Regions from separate parts of the Mus musculus genome. Here region 1 is linked to region 2. Evidence: chromatin contacts called from public Micro-C data. All regions are on one chromosome and are shown on one strand. The core of a region is the stretch at or near the end of the contact, and the rest is flanking DNA. Distances in the headings are between cores, read along the strand shown. Region 1 holds the start of Tk2 (thymidine kinase 2, mitochondrial). Region 2 overlaps Bean1 (brain expressed, associated with Nedd4, 1).

Region 1 (6,873 bases), core at 1,433-3,932, 57 kb after region 2:
TGAAGTCCTTTGGTGACTCTGACGTTGGCATCTAGCCCAATTTCTCTGAACACTTCCAAGCCTCCACTATCTAAGGACAGACTATAAAGCCAGCCTACGGCTCTCTCTACATTCTTACAACTACAGTCCCCTCTCCTCTACCTCTCAGGGGGCATCAAGGCTTCCCAAGGCTGCACAGAGTCCTGAGTCCCCTCCTCAAAGCCCCAAGCTCACTCACTGCTTTCTAGATTCACTGATGTCCTTTTTACTGTCCCGTCTGTCAGGTTACCGTGCGCAATGCCAATGGCTTTGTTTTCAAGTCTCATGGTTCCAGCCCAGCGCCTCCCACACAAAAATGTACTTAAATGGCTACCCTGAGCCTGAGACCAGGCTCCACACTACCACTTTCTACAAACTGCTACTGTACACCCAGGGGTGCATCAGACCATATCCAGAACAGGTCCAACACTTGGCAAGGTTAGCTCAACAATTACAAATACAAATTCTATGTCACTAGCTATCCATATTTTCTTTCTCTCCTTCATTCATTTTATTTATTTATTTTGGTTGTTTAAGACAGGGTTTCTTTGTGTAACTCTGGCTGTCCTGGAAATCCCTCTGTAGACCAGGCTGGCCTTCAACTGAGAGAACTGCCTCCCGAGTGTTGGGATCAAAGGCCTGTGCCGCCACCACCACCTTCCTCCTCTAACTTTTTAGATGTATTTTATATGGATAAATGGTTTGCCTGCTTGTACGTCTGTGCTCCAGTGTATGCCTGGTGTCCATGAAGAGCAGCAGAGGCGGGGTCAGATCCTTTGGAATTGGAAGTAAACAGTTTGTGGGCTGTCACGTGAGTGCTAGGAACAAAAACCTGAATCTTCTGTAACATCAACAAGAGCTCTTAACTGCTGAGCCATTTCTCCAGCCTTGAAAACCAAGCCTCCTCTTCCTGTGATGTCACTCCTGCTTCCCAGGGACACGCCTTCCTCCTGACTACCTCCACTGCCCCACCAAGGGGTACAGGAGGGCACACCTTCCACCCTCCAGAGGCACTAAGGTGCTCCAGCTGCCTTCTCCCCAGCCATCTGAGCTCAAGGCTTTCAGCTCCCTTACAGAAACGGGCCCTGACCACTTGGGAGTGACACACAACTGAAATCCCAGTGTTCAGGAGGGGTCGAAGCCGAAGGATCACAAGTTTGAGGCCAGCCTGGGGTGAGATGATCTCAAAGGAAGAAACTGAACCCTTGGGCTGGTGGTAACCAAAATACTGCTGCAACATTTAAACCTGTCTAACTTGCACTTCCTTTGACCTCACAGCCCCAACCCCCAGAGCCTGCCTGTCAAGCACCTCCTGACTGAGGCCACCCTGAGGTCCCTCGTGGATTCTCTGGTCTCCACTAGACAGCAGAAGGAAGTGAGAAGAACACTTCCCCCCACATCTGGGCGGGGCAATCGGCAGTGAAGCAAATAGATGCAATTTAAGCCGTTTAGATGGCTCGGTCAGCATCTTTGGCAGTTCACAAACACCTGAACATGAGTGCTTACTACCTGAATGCAGCTCGAGGCCCCACTCCCGCCCGTACACACAAGAAATGGCTAACGGTGATGGAATCTAAGGAGAGGAACCGGGCCACAAGAAGGAAGAGAGATTTGTGACCCTGGATATCGTCTTGGGTTTGGTTTTTCACTGTGCGCACCATTGTTTTTGTTCTCCGCCTCAAAAAAAAAAAAAAAAAAAAAAACAAAACCAAACCGAAATTACGCTGGAGAAAGCATGCAAAGAGAAACTTACCACTGCTTTTTTCTCCTTATCATTTTCTCTATCTTTATCTAAAAAAGGAAAGGAAATCGATGTTTCAATTATTCACTCTGCTCTGTGCTGACCTGATAAATGACCACACAGTCATTGCGTATGCGTGTTCCCTGGCTTACAAAAAATGTTTGCCATTCTTGGGACTCTCTACAGTTGGGTCCGTATGTGTCGCTGTACTGGGCCCAGGCCCATGTGTGCTTGCTTAGTTTCCTTTGCTCGGTACATTCTACTTTCCGTTTCACCTGGATTGTGTGCTTAGGATCTTCACAGCGCACCCAGGGATAACCTACACTCTGAGAGATTCCAAGGGTTGGGACCCAGGCTGTCTAGGCCAAGACTGGCAACACTGCCAACCCACCTGGCAGCAGCAGCCCGAGGCCAATGAAAGCTATGTCACCTGGCTTCCATTTCCGAAGAGAAAGATCCGCACTGCCAGCAAGAGGAGAAAGTCGCAAGCCTGAACCCGCCCCCTAGGTCCGCAGACACCTGCATCCACTAAGAGCTGATTAAATACAGCTCGTGCCCCAACTAGCCACCTCCCAAGCCTAAAGAATCTGACAATAAAAAATAAAAATTAAAAAAATGGGCCGAGAAGCCGCGTTTGAGCCCCACTAAGTGCCGATCCTGACAGTTCATTAGGGTCCCACAGTCCCCAGACCCTTCCTGGGGACTAGCAGGTGAGGGGGCGGGGTTCAGTGTGGCCCCTACGAGGTGGCACAAAAGCACTAGTTACCCGGAGGCCAGGCGCGGCGAGGTGCCCACAGCGGCCCGGCGCCCGAATCGAGGCTCCCGGGGCTCCCGGAGCTCCCCGGGCCCACGCTACGCAGGGACCGGGCAGCCCAACTACGCAGCGACCGCAGCAGCATAGTCCCTGGCTGATGTGCAAGTCCTACTTCCTTCCGGTGCGTCCTGGAGCCCCGCCCCACCCCTTGTCCGGCCCCGCCCCTTAAGGGATCCGCTAGTATTTCTCCCTCTAGGCTACACCGAAGAGATTCAAAGTGAGGATTTCCCCACTTACAGACCGCAGAATGGCCCTGACCCAAGTAGATTTAGAGAATGGATGGCATAATAATGCCGGGGACTGCTTAGTATATCCGATTACTTCCTTGGTTGCCGGCTCCATCCACACCTCGCACCGCCTACTCAGGATGTCCTGTATTTTCCTTCGAAAATACTCTGCAAGTAGACCTTGTCAAACTTGGGAACATTTTCCAAGCTTGTCCTTGGGCTTCAAAGGGCCCTCCTAGGTTTAATCCCCACCATCACAAAAAACAGTGTGAGGGACACAGGTGAGAGGGCCGTGAAAGCCATTGTTCCCAAATGTTACAGTCTTTGACATTTTCAACGTTTGGATTTTAATGTTCCTCGGGAAAGCATAACGAATATCTCCCCTGAATGAACAAAAAAGGGATAAGAAAAAAAGCATGTAAGGCCAACTTGTAAGCAAAAATAAGCTTGGGTACTATAATTCACCCATTCAAGACCAATAAGCCCAGATGTTGCCGCCTTGACTGTATATGGGCAGTTACAATGCGTGTAAAGAAGATTTCCACTTCTTCCAGGTGGCAAGATGCTGGCAGTCGTCTTGGGCAAAATGAAGAAAGACATTTTCTGGGTTTTGTTTTACTCTTTTAGATCTGTAACAAAAAAGCCATCACCCTAACAGGGCTTCCTGTTTATTTGCTAGGCACCTAGTAAAGGCAAATAAAATCTTCAAATTCAAAGTCGACAGTTGTGTGTGTGTGTGTGTGTGTGTGTGTGTGTGTGTGTGTGAGCGTCTTGGGGTGAGATTGTTGGTAACTGTTGATCAGATTCAGCCAAATGAACAGATCTTAGATGGGCAGGATCCAAAGAGATCTAAATGGACTGGGGTTGTGGGCTAGTTAATTCTTACCAAGGCAACACAAACTAGAAACACCTCGGGAAAGGGAGCCTCAATTGAGAAACTGGCTGCGGCAGATTGGCCTGTGCGCATGTCTGTGGAGCATATTCCTGTTGCTAATTGATGAAGGAGGGGTTTTGTTGTTGTTGTTGTTTTGTTTTGTTTTTGTTTTTTGCCTCCTTGCTATGGGCAATGCTGTCCCTGGGCAGGTGAGCTGCGGGTCTTTATGAATGAGCAAACCAGAGAACTACTGAAGCTGATAAACACTCTTAGTTCTTCTGCTTCTGCTTCTTCTGCCTCCGGTTCCAGCCTTGAGTTCCTACTTTGTCTTCCCTCCTGTAAGCCAAATAACCCTTTCTTCCCCCAAATTGCTTTTGGTCAGTGTTTGTTTTATCACAGAGAAGCAAACTAGGACGGGTGGTTATTCAGTTCTCCAAAAGAAATCATGAGACTTAATTCACATAATGGAAGTGACATATTCTTCCTGTGTCTATCATCATGAAATGCTCCAAGATGGTTTGTCCTGGCTACACCGGAGCACTTTATAAACTGTGGGACAACTAACAGCAGTGGGAGGCGAAAAGTACTCTAGAGACAGGCTTGCACGTTCTGAGAGCAAGGACAGACTAACAGGGCCAGGCCATAAGTTCAGGCTATATATTCTATAGCTATTGATGAGTGGCCCAGACCATGGGGACCCTTCGAGCAGAGAAGCAGACAGATCCTTGCTTTATAGAATTTATATTTTTTATTTTAACTGATACATAATTGTATTTATTTACAAGATACCATTGGATGTTTTATTACATGTGCACATTGTGTGATATTCATATCAGGATAAGTCTGTCTCTTCGGAATAATTTCTGTGCTGAAAACGGCCAAATTCCTTTCTTGTAGCCTTTTAGTTTTTAAATAAAACTATACATTTTCATTATCCGTGGTCAACCAGACTAACAGAACATCGGAACTTCTCTTGCCTAAGTCTAACTTACTACCAGTGAATCAACGTTTTCCTGGGGGATATTATACTTGTAATCTGGATGGGATCTAAAAAAAAAAAAAAAAAAAAAAAAAATGCTGAGGAATGACTAGACAAGGTAACCAAGGGAAATCCTAAGGAGGTGGCATTTGAGATGCTCAAATGGCGAAGAGGCTGGGCTGGCATTCTTGGGTTTTTCTCGCCTACTCCAACAGTGCTTCTCCACAGGAAAGCTCCAGGGCAGAGGAGCAGTGGTGGGGACCTGGCTTGGGTTAGGCTAGACAGGTGTCAGCAAGAGTTAGGAACTTAAGAGACCAGGAGGCGGAGCCAGTGGGCGGCCCGCGCTAGTGCGCAGGCGCGCCCGGACTTGGCCTGAGCGCGGTGCCGCAGGCCCAGCCCCGGCAGTTGAGCTGGTGGCGCGAGTCCTGGAAAGAGCCATTAATCGAGAAGGCTTGAAAGAGAGGCGTGACTGTTGGGTCTGTGGGCAAGATGGAGACTCCACGGCCGGTCGTAAGCCGTCGGCCCTTCTGCTGTACTCTGAAATGCTTTGTGAAGTTCCTGCGGTTGGTGAGGACCAGGGCGGGAATGCAGGGCGGTCGGTAGTCAGGAGTGCTCCGGGGTAGAGAAGACTGGGTTCGGAAGCCTGGAGCAGCGTTTGCTCGGCCACCTGGTTTCCAGCCACGCCTTTCCAGACGCAAGGCATTGATTGCTCTGTGGCTCAGTTCGACCGGAGAAGAACTATAGGGTAGAGTGGCTTCCTCCTTCAGATGATGTAGGGACACGCCCATGGGTCTATCCGAAAACCCTTCACTTGTTTTACGAACTTGGTGATAACCTCTACCAGACCAGGCGCTGTATAGTCTCACCACTCAAAAGTCATAAATATTTTTTTAAGATTTTTTTTTTAAGTTGGTGGTCTTTTACTGTAAGTCGGACATTGGATGTTACCGAACTTAGAGCGGATACAACCCAGAGCGAGAGCAAAGAGGAAACTGCCCGTATTAGGGCTCCAAGCCCTAACAGGGGCATTGCAGTCTGTTCTGGACAGCACTTTGGAGAAAGGAGATCATTATTAAAGGGTAATGTTCTCAGCTCGTTAGAGAAGTACAAACGGCCAGGGACTGGGTTCACTCTGTACCTGTAGCTCCTCCCAGAACTTCTCACCCCGCCCCTACCTTAAACCTCTCCAGCCCAGAGGCTGGGATTCATTTCCCTTCTCCCAGCTTCTCATTTCCATATAAACTGGCCATCTCTGCAGACTCTCTTGGTACCCCACCCCCTTCCCCCAACACACACTCTCCTCTCCTGGTCCTCTTGATTCTCTCCCTCTCCCCGTCCCCCTCTCTTCCTCTTCCTCTCTCCCCTGCCCTCTCCTCTCATGGCTCAATTCAATCTGACCACTTCCAGATACCTCTGACTGTATCCTCCGTCATACCTACAATACAACTTTCTCCTCAACCATACCTAAAAGCCCTGGTTTTCACTGAACTACCATATTAAAAGGAATGTAAGAAAACTCAAAGAAAAGTTAAGCCGTTCAAAAAATTTGGAGAGCTGAAATGAGATGGTTAAAAGTTCCAAGGGTAACGTTTCCACATAACACGAAGAGTTTATTATATTGAAGGGGCGACAAACTTAAATGACCGCCAGAGAAGACAGTATTTCCCTGACTACAGAAGGCACGGGTGGGCACTAAAGAGGATGTTGTAAAGGAGATTCAAACTTCAAGTGAATGAGGAAAATTAATTGCATAGGAAACCTTCCCCGTGTCAGAAATCCGTGATTCGGAGAGGTAGCTCCAAATTATGATTCATATGAGACATTCAGAAAAAGACTCTGGAGCAGAGGGAGAGGTTACCTTTGCCTTATTTAATCAAGAAGGTGACTGGCCACCTGGAGTTTTACATTAGCTCCAGAACATTGAAACAGATAGATAGTTGGGGAGGGGGGAGGAGTTTAAGTTTAATATAACTTGTTTTTTGTTCTGTTTTGTTTTTTTTTGGTTTTGGGTTGTTGTTGTTTTTTTTAAAGATTTATTTATTTTATGTGAGTACACTGTAGCTGTCTTCAGACACACCACAAGCTGGCAGCAGATCCCATTACAGATGGTTGTGAGCCACACCAACTGGTTGCTAAAAATTGAACTCGGGACCTCTGGAAGAGCAGTCAGTGCTCTTAACCGCTGAGCTGTCTCTCCAGCCCCATTTGGGTTTTAACAGG
Region 2 (7,224 bases), core at 4,480-6,979:
AGCAATGATAGAGGAATCCTGTTTGCCTGGTGAAGGCAAGGAAGCCCTTGGATTCCCAACATCCTCTTCAAAAGTATATCCCTGGTGATCTGACTTTCTGGCAAGGCCCCAACTCTTAAGGGCTCTACCATTTGCCATAAATGCATGGGCCTTTGGGAGACATTCACAGTACAGGGTTTCTTTGCTCTTCTTGTTGTCATGGTTACCTCTGTTGCTATCAACAGAAGGAAGAATTTGAGGGCAAACAGGGAAAATAATGGAGCACACTCAACCTTCCACCATTTCTGTGTCCGGAGCAGACATCACTAATCAATTATGGTACTCTTTCTCAATGAGCCTAGAGGTAAACTCAGAGTCACTCTAAATGCATGCTGGAAATACCCATAGATCACTAGTTTTTGTCCATCCCTCGATGAAGCAAGGCACTAGAGGGGAAGGGACTTTAGCTGTTCACTCCTGAGTCTCAGTTTCTTCACTTATAAAATGGGAGTTGATAAAGGTTTGCATGTTAGAGGGATGCTGTGAGGTAGTGTGGGGAAACCCTTACAAGGCCTTAGGATCCATGTTTCTTGTGACCTCCTTGCTTCCTTGAAGAAGTTCTGCGAAGAAGGGTTAGTGTTTCCATTCCACAGATGAGGAAACTGAGGCTTGAAGTAGTAAAGGAATTATCCAGGGTGCTACAGCTAAAAGATGAGGGTTTCAGACTGGAATGAGAGTGATCCGGTCTCAGTTTTAACTAAACCACAGCTGGATCAACATACAAGTGCAGCCAGGTGTGGTGGCATGGGCTTGTAATTCTAGCTCTGGGAAAGTGAAGATGAAAATTCCTGGAGTTTGCTGGCCAGCCAATCAGTGAGCCCCAAGTTTAGGGAGCCACCTTGCCTCCAAAATTAGAAAGGATTAGTGGAGGCACTCTGATATCCACACACGTGTACACACACACTCACATGAGCATAGACAGGATGTGTGTTTATTGATAATGTGTTGGGGTGGTATGTAGCAAATACAGCAGGCAAAACACCCACACACATACAATTGTCAAAAAATATAAACACTGTTTGGTGCGATGGTGAATGGGTTATCCGCAGGAAGACTGAGTCATACCCGTGTCTTGTAGAAAAGAACACTGAGTGGGAACATTCAGCAATGGGAGCTGGTAGGGCTTGTTCCAGCACAAGAGGAACAGTGGCCTTGAAGAATGCACGGAAGGTACCAGAGCTGGCACATCAGTCATATGATGTGTGGCCCTGGAAGCCATGGTCAGATTTCAGCTTTTGCTTTCTGGGAATCTTTGGAAGATTATGAGCTGAAAAAAGTTTCAATTACCCTGGTATGGCAAAAGAGGCTGGAGGGGGGACCAAAGGAGAGGTGGAGGTGGTCAGGAGGCTAGGAAGTAATCCAGGATGTAGTGAGAGGGCCTAGGGCAGAAATTGAAGCTGGAAACAGACTGGAAAGTGAAGTTGTTCAGATATGGTGTGAATGAGGAAAGAAGAGAATCTTGGAGCTACACACACGGAAGGACCAGTCTGTCACTGACTGAGCTGGGGAAAGTCCTAGGTCAGCTGGCAACCTGACTGGGCTGGACTTGAAGGCGCACTACATCTGAGATGCTGTGTAGACACCAGGGTGGAGAGGCAGGCAGACAGCCAGACATATGAGCCTGGTGGGTTCAAGGGTGAGTCTGGAGCTGGAGATGTAAATTGGGGAGCTGTCAGTGTCTGGGTGCTGAGAAGTGGGATGAAGCCACCGGCAGGACAGGACACGTGTGGGACAACAGTGCGGGAAGAGAAGGAACTCGAGCGTGAGCATTGCGTGGATGGAGGGCAAATGATCTCCACACCTAGTGGTCTTGCCAAGAGCACAGTGATCCCTGAAGTTGTCACCTAAAGCCAGGTTCATGGAGGATAGCCTACTCTGCAGCTAAAGGATGTGTAAGCACTCTGCTATTCCTCTGCCAAGGGCTCCCATGCGTTAGCCACCCCTGCACCTGGAAGGCTTCCCAGGGCTTGAGAGAGGCAGGTTGTCCTCTATGATGCCACCACAGAAATGAACAGCCTGTCTGCTTCAGAAACAAGGGAGCAGAACCTGGAGGGGAAACCCAGGGACCCTGCATCCCCCGTGAGTCACTGAACCATCTGCTTCTAGAGGCTGCTCTTTGAACCCACCCCTCTTCCTTGAAACTTGAGGGCACCTCCCTCAGCAGTTTAGGAGACACTCATCCTTGTGATCATCCTTCTGCCCATTGCCCTCCGCACTCCTCACCACCCCCACCACCTGTCGCCCCTCAGCCCCCAACCAGCCTTCTGCTCCTGCATCCCTGGATGGAATGTGTCTTCAGCAGGAAAGGGTCAGAGGGTAGGTTGTGGACTGAGTAGGTGTGCCCTAATGCATGGGCAGCACTTAAGTAGGAGCCAGGCTCAGCCAACACTGGAGCAAATGTAGTTAACTCCTCTGAATCACTGCTTAGCCCCTTGTGAAATGGGATAATTGGGCCAAGTTTCCAATGTGACCTGAGGGTTTGGTGAACACAGAGTATGCTCAATAAGGTTGATTCCTTCCTGACTTTTAATCCCACTGTGATAGCCGTGAAGCTACACTCAGACTTCCCTGTAGGGTCCTCCTAAAACTGCCCCTCTCCCCAAGATTTTCTCTCCCTTCCCATCAGCCCCAGATTGGCACAGTGACTGTCCAGCAATTTTGACAGCTGTCATCAGGATCCCCCTCCCCTTGCCCAGATGTAAACCAGCTCACCCAGCCTTGCGATGCAGGCTAGATATAAGCCATCTGCAGGAGCTGTCCCAACTCTCTCTTACCATAGGCTTGGTAACCAAGTGCAGAGAAGGAGCGGGATGAGGTCTCAGAGTGTATGAGTTGGTACCACGTCAGTCCCCTGTCTCAGAATTAAGTGTGGCTGCCACACACGAGTGAGAAAGTACCCCAGGAGAGAGATCTAAATAGGAAGACCAGACTCCTTCGAAAGGGAAACTGGCAGAGCTGCTTCAAGGGACAAAGATCACTGCACGGTCCCTGCTCCCACCTCACATGTCCCTACACACACACACACACACACACACACACACACACACACACACATCCTCATTTAAGATGCCGGGGACAGTCAGAGGAACCTAACTTTAGCTCCTAGATGGAGCAGCCCTTACCCTATTTCAAGCTTCAGGTACTTGAATCTCTACCTCTGGAGGGAGTGCTGAGCGTCCCTACCCTGCTTGGTCTCTAGGGATTTTTTTCTTTCCTTCTTTTCCTTTCTCTCTGTGTGTCTCTCTGTCTCTGTCTCTGTCTCTGTCTCTCTGTCTCTCTCTCTCTTTCTCTGTCTCTCTCTGTCTCTCTCTCTGTCTCTCTCTCTGCCTCTCTCTGTCTCTGTCTCTCTGTCTCTCTCTCTGTCTCTCTCTCTGTCTCTCTCTCTCTCTCTCTTTCTCTCACTCAGCAGAAATGTCACCCTCAAGAGCCAATAGTTAAAAATATTTAGGAGTTTCATGAGCAAATGGGTTAACTACTGGTAGCTCTAAAATCACCATGGTAGAGGCGTTACATCCTGGAGATTGACAAACTACGAATCTGAAACCCTTCCTCCCTTCTGCCTTCTTTTATTTTCCCCATCACACTTTCCTTCCTCCCTCATGGCTCTTTTTTCCATCCTTTTTCCTTCTTTTCTGCATACAGAAAGGTGCACCATCACCAGGGCACAGCTCAAAGGATTCGCACAAACTGAGCATGGCCCTGTGGGGAAACACCGTCTCACCTGCACCCAGGTCTCCTTCATATGTTTCCCCACTTGCTCTCCTGTGTCAATGACATCCACAAATAGTGTTTGCTGTGTATCTCACTTTATTGGGATCATGTAGTATGTTATTTTGATCAATAGTGTGTTGCACACTTTACCTACCTCATTGAGTATAATTGTAGATGAAGTAGTCTCTCCACTAGGTAGTATTCCTTTGTGTAAATACATCATTCTACTCTAGTGGGCATCTGGGTGTTCTCATTGTGAGATGATGCACGGATAGCCATGCTGTGGATATTCTAGTACAGTGATATCCAAGAGAAGTTCTTCAGTAATGAAAATGCTGTCTTCGCTGTTCAGTATAGACAGCCCAAGCCACATGTGGCTACTGAGCACTCAAATGGTTAGTGTAAATAAAAAGATGGGTTTCTTTTAATTTAATTAGTTTTTATTTAGTAGCTGCCCATAGCCATCACAGTGAACATATAAAAAGGCATCCCACCTAGGAGGAGGAGCTTGGGTGGAAGGATATACATACGTTAAGTTTTCAAGGGTAAAGCTAAACATTTCCATAGTGGCTGTTCCAGCCTGACCTCTTATGAGCAAATGTGAGATTTCTGACCACTGTATGCTCTGACAACAGTGAGTGTAGTCTAAGTTTCTCATCTCAGCCATTCACGTAGGAAACAGAGATAGTGTATGGTGGTTTTAGTTTGAATTTCTATGGTAACTTCATGTAGTACTTCAAACTCTCTTGTTAAGGAACCTCTCAAGTCTTTTGCCCATTTACAGTGTGCTTTTATTATTGATTTCTAGGTACTCTTTATATATTGTGAATGACTTCTCATTTGGACATATTATTGAAAAAAATCTTCTTGATTAGAGATTGCCTCTGTTTTTCATTGTGGTACCTTTGGATTAATAGAATATGCCTACTTTTTCAGTCCATAAAATATAGGTTAATTTTCATATATGCAATTATTTAGTTTATACATCTTTAACTGAATATGAGGTTATGAATACATTCTTGTACTCCTTGGGAGTAGAGAGTTTATCACTACCATTCCTAGAATAAAACTTTACAAATGTAAAAACTATGTTGAGTACTTTCAGTCACATAGCAATCTTGTGGAAGAGGTTTTCCTCTACTGTTACTGACATTTCAGACTGCAGTAAATACATTTGTAATGACATTTAAAGAGCACTCACGAAATAATTTAAGCTTTTTCAGAAATCTCCCTTTCTTTTCAAGGTAAAGAGGGATCTGTCGTACTTTAAAGTATGCACACTGGTCCTGACATTTTAAGGACATTAGAGGACACATGGCCATTACACATGCATAGTACGTCATCAGCACACTGTCAACCTTGGGGACAGTGGCATTGTGGAGGAGTAGGGTGATCAATTATACCTGCAGTAGTGATGTGCTGGCCTGTCTGCCAAGCATAAAATCCAATTATCTACAACAACATGACTATCAGCAACCCAGACAGTGTGTAATTTACAACTGAATTGGTATCTTCTGAAATCTGGCCCACGATCTTTAAGTTCTTTTAAAATATAAATTATACTGAGTGTAAAGTCAAAAGCACCAGACCTCAGTAGAAGGGTGAGGCTGAGGCTCCCAGCCTGGCGTAGTAAATTTTTAGCTGTCATGCCCATGTCAGGTTCTGTTCAGTCTTAGCTCCTGAACTGGGATTTGAGAAATGAAAGGCCCAGCTGTCCACAGTTGTCTTCACACAAATGCCATGGGTTTGGCAAGCTGATGAAGCACATTTGCAACGAAGGGACACACAGCCCCTTCCCTAGGTTTGACACTGGCTTTGATATAAATGATAATGCCAAGACATATAAAAAGCCAAATGAAGGTCTGTCTGTCAGTTTAAGTTGGTAACCAAGAACATTCCCGTCAGCTGTATGTAGCAGTGGGGCCCAGAGGCAACTCAGCTCAACCCTGAGTCAGGTAGTGGGAGGTTCCAGAGGCACGGCTGAGGCAAGCCATCACTCAGAGACACCCTGGGTAAACAGTACACACTTCCTGTCAGCTGTGGCTGAGGACTGCATATTTCTCTCTGCAAAGGATTCCCCGTGGGGCTTCTTATCATTTGAAGAAAGGCAGGCTGTCTTGGGTTCTCTGCATGAACACGAAGCCTGGGTTTTTTTAAATTGACTTTCCTGCATCATCGCAGATGGGTCCGGCTGTTAGTGCTGTTTGACACTGAGCGGCCGTAATGGATGGCATGACTAATCGCTTGTGTATCCAGCGAAGAACAAGCCCGTTTTGGGTGAAAAGCTAATCATGGGGGAAAGGATGGTTCTGGGAAGACGAGGGAGAGGATTGTTTCGTGTCTCAGTAGACAAACAGCTTAGAGAGGTGTTCAATAATAGCAGCAGCAGCAAAACCAAACTAAAATAAACTGGAAGTCAAAGCCTTAACACTTGAAGAGTGAAGTCCCATAAATACCTTCATGACTTTAGAACCTTTAAGTAGGACACAAAAGGTTCTAATAATTTAAAATGTCTGCGTTGAAGTGAAGAACACTAATGGGAGTTTGGGCCACACAGTGGGATGCACCATCCTGGGGCACATGGTTAATGATGAGATATATCCCACAAGTCATTTTTTAGCAACCCTGCCTGCTTCAGATCTGACTTTGACTCTGTTCACATCTCAGTCCCTGGGCAACCCTTGAACCCTCGCAGTGTCCTATTGGTCCCACCGTGTGGCCCAAACTCCCATTAGTATTCTTCACTTCAGTGCAGACATTCTAAATTATTAGAACCTTTTGTGTCCTACTTAAAGGTTCTGAAGTCATGAAGGTATTTATGGGATTTCACTCTTCAAGTGTTAAGGCTTTGCCCTTCCAGTTTATTTTTGTTTGGTTTTGCTGCTGCCTTCTCTCCTCCTCCTCCTCCTCCTCCTCCTCCTCCTCCTCCTCCTCCTCCTCCTCCTGCTGCTGCTGCTGCTGCTGCTGCTGCTGCTACTGCTGCTGTTTCAAGATTGGACTTCCCTGTGTAGCTCTGGCTGTCCTGAAACTCACTATGTAGACTAGACTGGCCTTGAACTCAAGAGATCCCCTGCCTCCAGAATGCTGGGATTTAAGTAAGGTGTGTGCCACCATGTCTGATAGTCTTCACATTTAGATCTGCTTCTAGGAAATGCCTTCAGGGTTCTAAGGCTTAATTCCATATACTGAACACCTGTTATGAGCCAGCCATCCTGTTAGCCAGTGTGTTTTGATTAGCTTACATCAGAGGACACTGCTCCAGTTTTACAAATGAGTCAAGGGACTCAAATCATTCAATAGGTGCTAGGCAGGCAACAGAGGCAGCTTTGGACCCATGACTTTTGATATTGCTCTGTAACTTGGGCTGGCCTAGTTCTATAAATGTCACTTTTATTTCCTCAGATGGAGGGATGAGATAAGAGCCTTGTCCAAGCTGTGTAAATATACAGTACAGCTTAGGTTGAGCCCAGAGCA

What was found. Hi-C and Micro-C count contacts between places; a contact is called where the count stands out from the background.
Region 1: a contact with region 2 is called in a Micro-C map of muscle stem cells, with 3 times the contacts expected there. The contact joins the promoter of Tk2 here to the enhancer-like site in region 2. A contact is called at or near these places in 2 of 39 promoter capture datasets (embryonic stem cells and pre-B cells), 1 of 484 Hi-C or Micro-C datasets (muscle stem cells), 1 of 115 datasets of contacts at active chromatin or transcription factors (embryonic stem cells) and 3 of 9 other capture datasets (adipose tissue, liver and pancreatic islet).

The regions. Positions count from the first base shown.
Region 1 is chr8:104,245,876-104,252,748 of GRCm38.p6, forward strand. It overlaps Tk2 (thymidine kinase 2, mitochondrial), which reads right to left and starts at 2,683. Exons shown (of 10, transcript NM_021028.3): 1 at 2,526-2,683; 2 at 1,772-1,809. The coding sequence starts at 2,658. Cklf (chemokine-like factor) reads left to right here and starts at 4,986. Exons shown (of 4, transcript NM_029295.3): 1 at 4,986-5,220. The coding sequence starts at 5,143.
Region 2 is chr8:104,185,857-104,193,080 of GRCm38.p6, forward strand. The region is part of intron 2 of Bean1 (brain expressed, associated with Nedd4, 1); the gene reads left to right. It overlaps Gm10631 (a long non-coding RNA gene), which reads right to left and starts at 206. Exons shown (of 3, transcript XR_003947591.1): 1 at 1-206. Within about 2 kb of position 5,730, at least 73 of the 459 cell types and tissues checked have an H3K27ac peak or open chromatin away from gene starts, as enhancers often do. A contact at or near this core is called in muscle stem cells, where this site is marked.